2 separate regions of the Callithrix jacchus genome follow, and region 1 is linked to region 2. Evidence: chromatin contacts called from public Hi-C data. All regions are on one chromosome and are shown on one strand. The core of a region is the stretch at or near the end of the contact, and the rest is flanking DNA. Distances in the headings are between cores, read along the strand shown. Region 1 holds the start of SDSL (serine dehydratase like). Region 2 holds the start of RITA1 (RBPJ interacting and tubulin associated 1).

Region 1 (2,700 bases), core at 128-2,627, 240 kb after region 2:
ATCTGCTTTGGTTCACACAGTGAGTTGGGGCAGACACAAGACAAGAATTTGACCATGTTATCCCCCCGCCTAAAGCCTTCTGTGGCTCCCTAGTGCCCCTGGGTAAGGTCCAAACTCTGGATTGGTACAAGCATCCCTGTGGACTCTGATCTCTGCTGGTGTCTCCAGCCCCAACCCCACTTGCTTCCTCACCCTTGCCTTCTCCCTCCCAGCCCCGCTGGATACTTCCCCGACCCTGGAACACACCATGTTTTTCATTTCCAGACCTTTGCCCTCCCTGTGCCAGACTCCTGGCTTCACTCAGACTTCCCCTCCTCCAGGAAGCCTTCCCAGCCCCCTAGGGCCAGGTGGGGTGCCTGCTCTGGATTAGAAAGCCCTGCCCACTCCTCAGCTGCCAACGTCCGATAGCACTGATGATAATTGCTATTGCTCTCGAATGGCCCCCGAGGGCTTTGAGAAGGCAGGGGACATGCCATCTTGTTTAAGGCCAAAGTGCAGGGATTGGCATATAGTAGGTGTCCAATATTTATTGAATGAATGGTCATTCATTTGAGTAGTAAATAATTGCGTGGGTTCTCATGTTGGTGTAAAATATCAGAGACGCAGAGGTGCTTCAGACAAAAATATACCTTTCCCACATGACGAATAATAATTGTTTTATTGGCTGGGTGCCAAGATTATGCCAGTAATCCCAGCACTTTGGGAGGCCGACGTGGGGGATCACCTGAGATCAGGAGTTTGAGACCTGCCTGGGCAACATGGTGAAACCCCATCTCTACTAAAAATACAAAAATTAGCTGGGCATGGTGGCAGGTGCCTGTAATCCCAGCTACTCGGGAGGCTGAGGTGGGAGAATTGCTTAAATATGGCAGACAGAGGCTGCACTCAGCCAAGACCGTGCCACTGCAATCCAGCCTGGGCGATGAGTGGAACTCCATCTAAAAAAAAAAAATTGTTTCTTTGTCCCTGTTTTCCCATCTCAGACGTAAGCTGACCCCAACAGGGGTTCAGGGGAAGTGGATGGCATCCGGGACAATCACTGGACCTAAAACGAGAGGATGTGGAGATGCCTGCATCATGGAAGAGCCGGCCAGGGCCTGGGGCAAAGGCTGTCTGCCCCTCGCCGGCTGGGTAGCCTTGGCCAGATAAGTTCCCTTCTCTGAGTTTCAGTTTGCTCATCTGTCAAATGAGACAGGGTGGTCTGTGAGTCATATAGGCAGTGCACGAGTCATAGGCAGTTCACGGGAAGGCAGTGAGGCTTGCTCTCATCCCCTTTCCTCCTCCGTCTTCACCCGGAGCCTTAGGATCTGGAGCTGTGTCTTTAACAAGGGAGGAGGGGCCAAGGTTGCAGGAAGCTGACCAAAGCTGGACAGGGCTGTTTCCCCAGCAGGCTGGAGGGCAGCAGCTGCGGCCACGCTGGTCTGGGACAGTCTGGCAGAGAGGTAAGGGGCCTGGGGCCAGCTGGGGCCTCTGGGGCTCAGCGTGTGCGTCAATGAGAGACTGCTGGAGTTTGGGAGGCTTTGGGCAAAGTCCAAGCTGAGCAGGTAGAAGTGAGAGGGGCCGAGCGTGGTCTAGGCCTTCCCAGGAATGTCGATTGAATTCAGGGTGCCCTGCAGAAGAAGGCATGGTGCTGGGGACCCTGAGGGGCGAGAGTGGGTTCTGCTGCCAGAGGAGCAGGGCTGGGCATTCTGCCAGCCAAGGGGCTCACCTGAGGTGTCCCAGCCTTGGCACCAGGGATTGGGCTGTGGAGTGCCACCCAGGTGGCCTCTGGGGAAAGACTTCAGGAACAAGGGAGGTGGACAGCATTGGTGGGCTTACCTCAACTCAGAGATGTGACAGGTAAGGTCCAGTGACAAAAGTGACTTGGCCAAGGTTGGCATGACTGGGACCTGAGACTAAGCCCCATGATTCCCCCTGGGTTATTCCACACGAGGGAGGACCCAGGTCCCCCATTTCAGCCCCAGTGGCTGCCATACTGGACAAGAGCTGTGTGTCCCCGGGCCAAGACAGCTCAGCCCCAGACCTCAGGTGCCTGATGGGGTCTGGGGTTGATAAGGCTGTTGGCAGCTTGGGGCTTTTTCGTTTAACTGATGCCCACTGTCCTCTTGTGAGTCAATATAAGCAAGAGAGCTGGGGAAGCCTGGAAACTGAGCCAGCAGCATTTGGTTCCTAAAGACAATTGGCAATATATATTAAATGCCTACAGCTTTCATAAGAGTAATGATGATGCTAATATATTGGAGAATGTATAGCATCGTGGTTAATAGCCCAGATGCCGAAGACACTGCCTGGCTGTGAGTTCTGGCTATGCTGTTTCTAATTGTGTGAACTTAGATAAGGTACTTAATCTCTCTGGGCCTCAGGTTCACTGTCTACAAAATGGAGTCAGTGGTGAGTTAATGGCTCACCTGTTGTGGGCCAACAGGTGGCTCATACCTGTTATCCCAGTACTTTGGGAGGCGGAGACAAGAAATTGACCTGAGACAAGAAATTGACAAGAAATTACTCCTGAGGCCAGGAGTAAAAGACCAGCCTGGACCAACTCAGCAAAACTGGGTATCTATAAAAATTTAAAAATCAGCCAGATGCAGTGGTACATGTTTATAGTTCCAGCTACTCAGGAGGCTGAGGTGGGAGGATTGCCTGAGCCTGGGAGTTCAAGGTTACAGTGAGCCATGATCGCACCAATGCACTCCAGCA
Region 2 (2,926 bases), core at 281-2,780:
AGGATTAAATCATAAGCTCGTACAGCTCTTGGCATGGAGCCTGGCATATAGAAAATAATCAATAAACACAAACAGGCTCACGCCTGTTAATCCCAACACTTTGAGGGGGCACAAGTAGGAAGACTGCTTGAGGCCAAGAGTTCGAGACCAGACTGGGAATATAGGGAGACACCGCCCCCCGACAGCGCGTCTCTACAAAAAGTTTTAAAACTAGCCGGGCATGGTGGCGCGTGCCGTTGGTGCCAGCTACTGCAGAAGCTGACATGGGAGGATCGCTTGAGCCCAGGAGGCAGAGGCTGCAGCGAGCCGTGCAACACAACTGCACTCCGGCATGAGCAACAGAGCAAGACTCTGCCTCAAAAAAAATTTTTTTTGCCGGGCGCGGTGGCTCACGCCTATAATCCCAGCACACTGGGAGGCCGAGGCGGGTGGATCACGAGGTCAAGAGATCAAGACCATCCTGGTCAACATGGTGAAACCCCGTCTCTACTAAAAATACAAAAATTAGCTAGGCATGGTGGCGTGCGCCTGTAGTCCCAGCTAGTCGGGAGGCTGAGGCAGGAGAATTGCTTGAACCCAGGAGGCGGAGGTTGCGGTGAGCCGAGATCGGGCCATTGCACTCCAGCCTGGGTGACGAGCGAAACTCCGACTCCAAAAAAAAAAAAAATTTTTTTTTAATTAGTTTCCCAGAGGTTTGGGGGGGTCACTGTCGCAAGCCACGCAGTCCGGCATCCCCTTAATTCAACCTCCCAAGAAAGCTCCAAACTCTCAAAGTCAGATCTTTTGCGCCCGCACTTTTCATTGGGCGAAAGGAAACCAGGATCCGCCCCTGAGCAGGAGACAGCCAATGAGGGACGCGCGACCGAAAGCCCGCAGGAAGGCCCGCAGGCTCCTGCAACGGGACCCCTAGCCTAACAAGCCCCGAGGCACGTCTTCAGGCCGGCGGTCCCAAGACCGGTCCTCGGACCGGCAGCCTCCCTCCCCACCCTCTGCGGAGCCCACTCCCCAGCTGGGGAAACAGGCTTCGGGGCGCTTCCCGGAGCCGGTTCTTGGGCCCCAACGTGCGTCCCAGCCCCATGTGTCTACCTTCCGGGCCCCGGTGTCATCTTCCGCCTGAATCTCAAATTTGCCGTCCTGCGAGTCGCTGCCGCGGGCCTTGGAGGCCGCGCCTCGGCGCTTCCGGAGCCCTTTCTTCTTCCTCCACTGGGCCATAGCAGACGGCGACCGAAGTCCGGCCGCGGGGCGCTTGCCCTCCGCCATTCGGGCCGCGCGCTGGGAACGCGGAAGGGGCGGGGCCTGCGGCGCGTACTAATTGCGAAGGTAGGGAAGGAGCGGTGGTCACGTCACCCCGGCTGCACTTTCGGTAGTGCCTGCGGCCCTGGGCAGCCTAGTACACACGCCCCTGAGTGAATGGCACCAGAGGCCCCTCTCCGTGTTTAGGAACTTCCTGGGCGTCAAGAACGTGACGCCCGTCCCTGGGCTGACTCCCCCCCCCCATCTCCGGGCGCGAATGGTCCGAGCCGCGCCCGCAGTGCTGCTGCCTGCTCCCTAGTTGCTGGGTTCTGGGTTTCTGGATGCGCGCGTCGCTCACACGTCGCCTGGGCCGGCTCCCTGGGTGAGTCGGTCTGCGCGCGGTACACCGGTACGGCCTGGGCTGCCGGGGGTCCGGGGCCCCGGGCATTCCTGGCCGAAGATTCACAGGGATTCCGGATGCACCCAACGCCTCTGTGCCCTCGTTGACTAGTCCAGACCTGGTGGGAAGAAGGCGCGGGGAGAGGTACCTGAGGACCCCAATGCCTATGAGCCAAGATGCTCAGGTAGGAGAACAGCTCAAAAATGCAGGGACCTCGGGCATTTTTTAACCGGTTCGTTGATTTGGGAGTCGCAGAATATGGGGAGGTGGGGGCGGCGGTGATCTCCCAATAGCAGTGTAGTGAAGTACACAATCTCTGGACTCAGATTTCACTTCCACCGTTTTAGCTTTATAGGTGTGACCTACCCATGTGACTTCACCTCAGTTTTGTGATCCGTAAAATGGACAAAATCGAAGCTACTTCACAGTGCTGTTGAAAGGATTAAATGAAACAATGCTTGTAAAGCTCTTTGCAGGAGGTAGGCATGGGATCCACGCTGGCTGTTATTGCCCCCATCCCCATAATACACACAGGATATAGGAAAGTGCCTGTCTCCCCTACCACCATAGTGTGTTTTCTGGTTGGTGCCTAAATGGGCACAGGTGTCACCTCTCCTTCACCCTGAGTCAGTCTATAAATAATTGCCAATAGCACCCCTTTCTCCATCATTATGACGACTTAAAAAAAAAAAAAAGTCAAAGGGCCAGGTGCGGTGGCTCACGCCTTGGGAAGCCAAGGTGGGTGAATCACGAGGTCTGGAGTTCAAGACCAGCCTGGCCAAGATGGTGAAACCCCATCTCTATTAAAAATAAAAATAAAAATTAACAGGACATGGTGGCGGGTGCCTGTAATCCCAGCTACTCAAGAGGCTGAGGCAGAGAATTGTTTGAACCAGGTGGTGGAGGTTGCAGTTGCAGTGAGCCGAGATTGCACCATTGCACTCCAGCCTGGGTCTGGGGTGACAGAGTGAGACTCCATCTCAAAAAAAGTAAAAAAAAAATAAAAAGCCAAAGAAATTCCTGACATACCCCCTGAAGTTGACAACTCCCCTTTGAGAGACTGGCTGAGAGGGAACTAAGCCCTTGGGATGAGAACTTCAGAGACTACCAATCTTCCTCCATTAGCACTCCGATCTCCTCTCACAGGGAGCCTCAGAAGCAGGACCTGCCCGGCAGATTACACCCGCTGTCACCAGGGACCACAGGCAGCATGAAGACCCCCATGGAGCTGGCCATCAGTGGGATGCAGACCCTCCACCTTCAGCACCACCGCCGGGCTGGCTACCGGGTCAA

What was found. Hi-C and Micro-C count contacts between places; a contact is called where the count stands out from the background.
Region 1: a contact with region 2 is called in a Hi-C map of skeletal muscle, with 4 times the contacts expected there. The contact joins the promoter of SDSL here to the promoter of RITA1 in region 2. A contact is called at or near these places in 2 of 3 Hi-C or Micro-C datasets (both in skeletal muscle).

What each region holds. Positions count from the first base shown.
Region 1 is chr9:116,404,082-116,406,781 of calJac240_pri, forward strand. SDSL (serine dehydratase like) reads left to right here and starts at 1,378. Exons shown (of 8, transcript XM_078337396.1): 1 at 1,378-1,839. The coding sequence starts at 1,625.
Region 2 is chr9:116,158,993-116,161,918 of calJac240_pri, forward strand. It overlaps RITA1 (RBPJ interacting and tubulin associated 1), which reads left to right and starts at 1,531. Exons shown (of 4, transcript XM_078337393.1): 1 at 1,531-1,817; 2 at 1,989-2,112; 3 at 2,759-2,926. The coding sequence starts at 2,844. It overlaps DDX54 (DEAD-box helicase 54), which reads right to left and starts at 1,282. Exons shown (of 21, transcript XM_078337373.1): 1 at 1,087-1,282.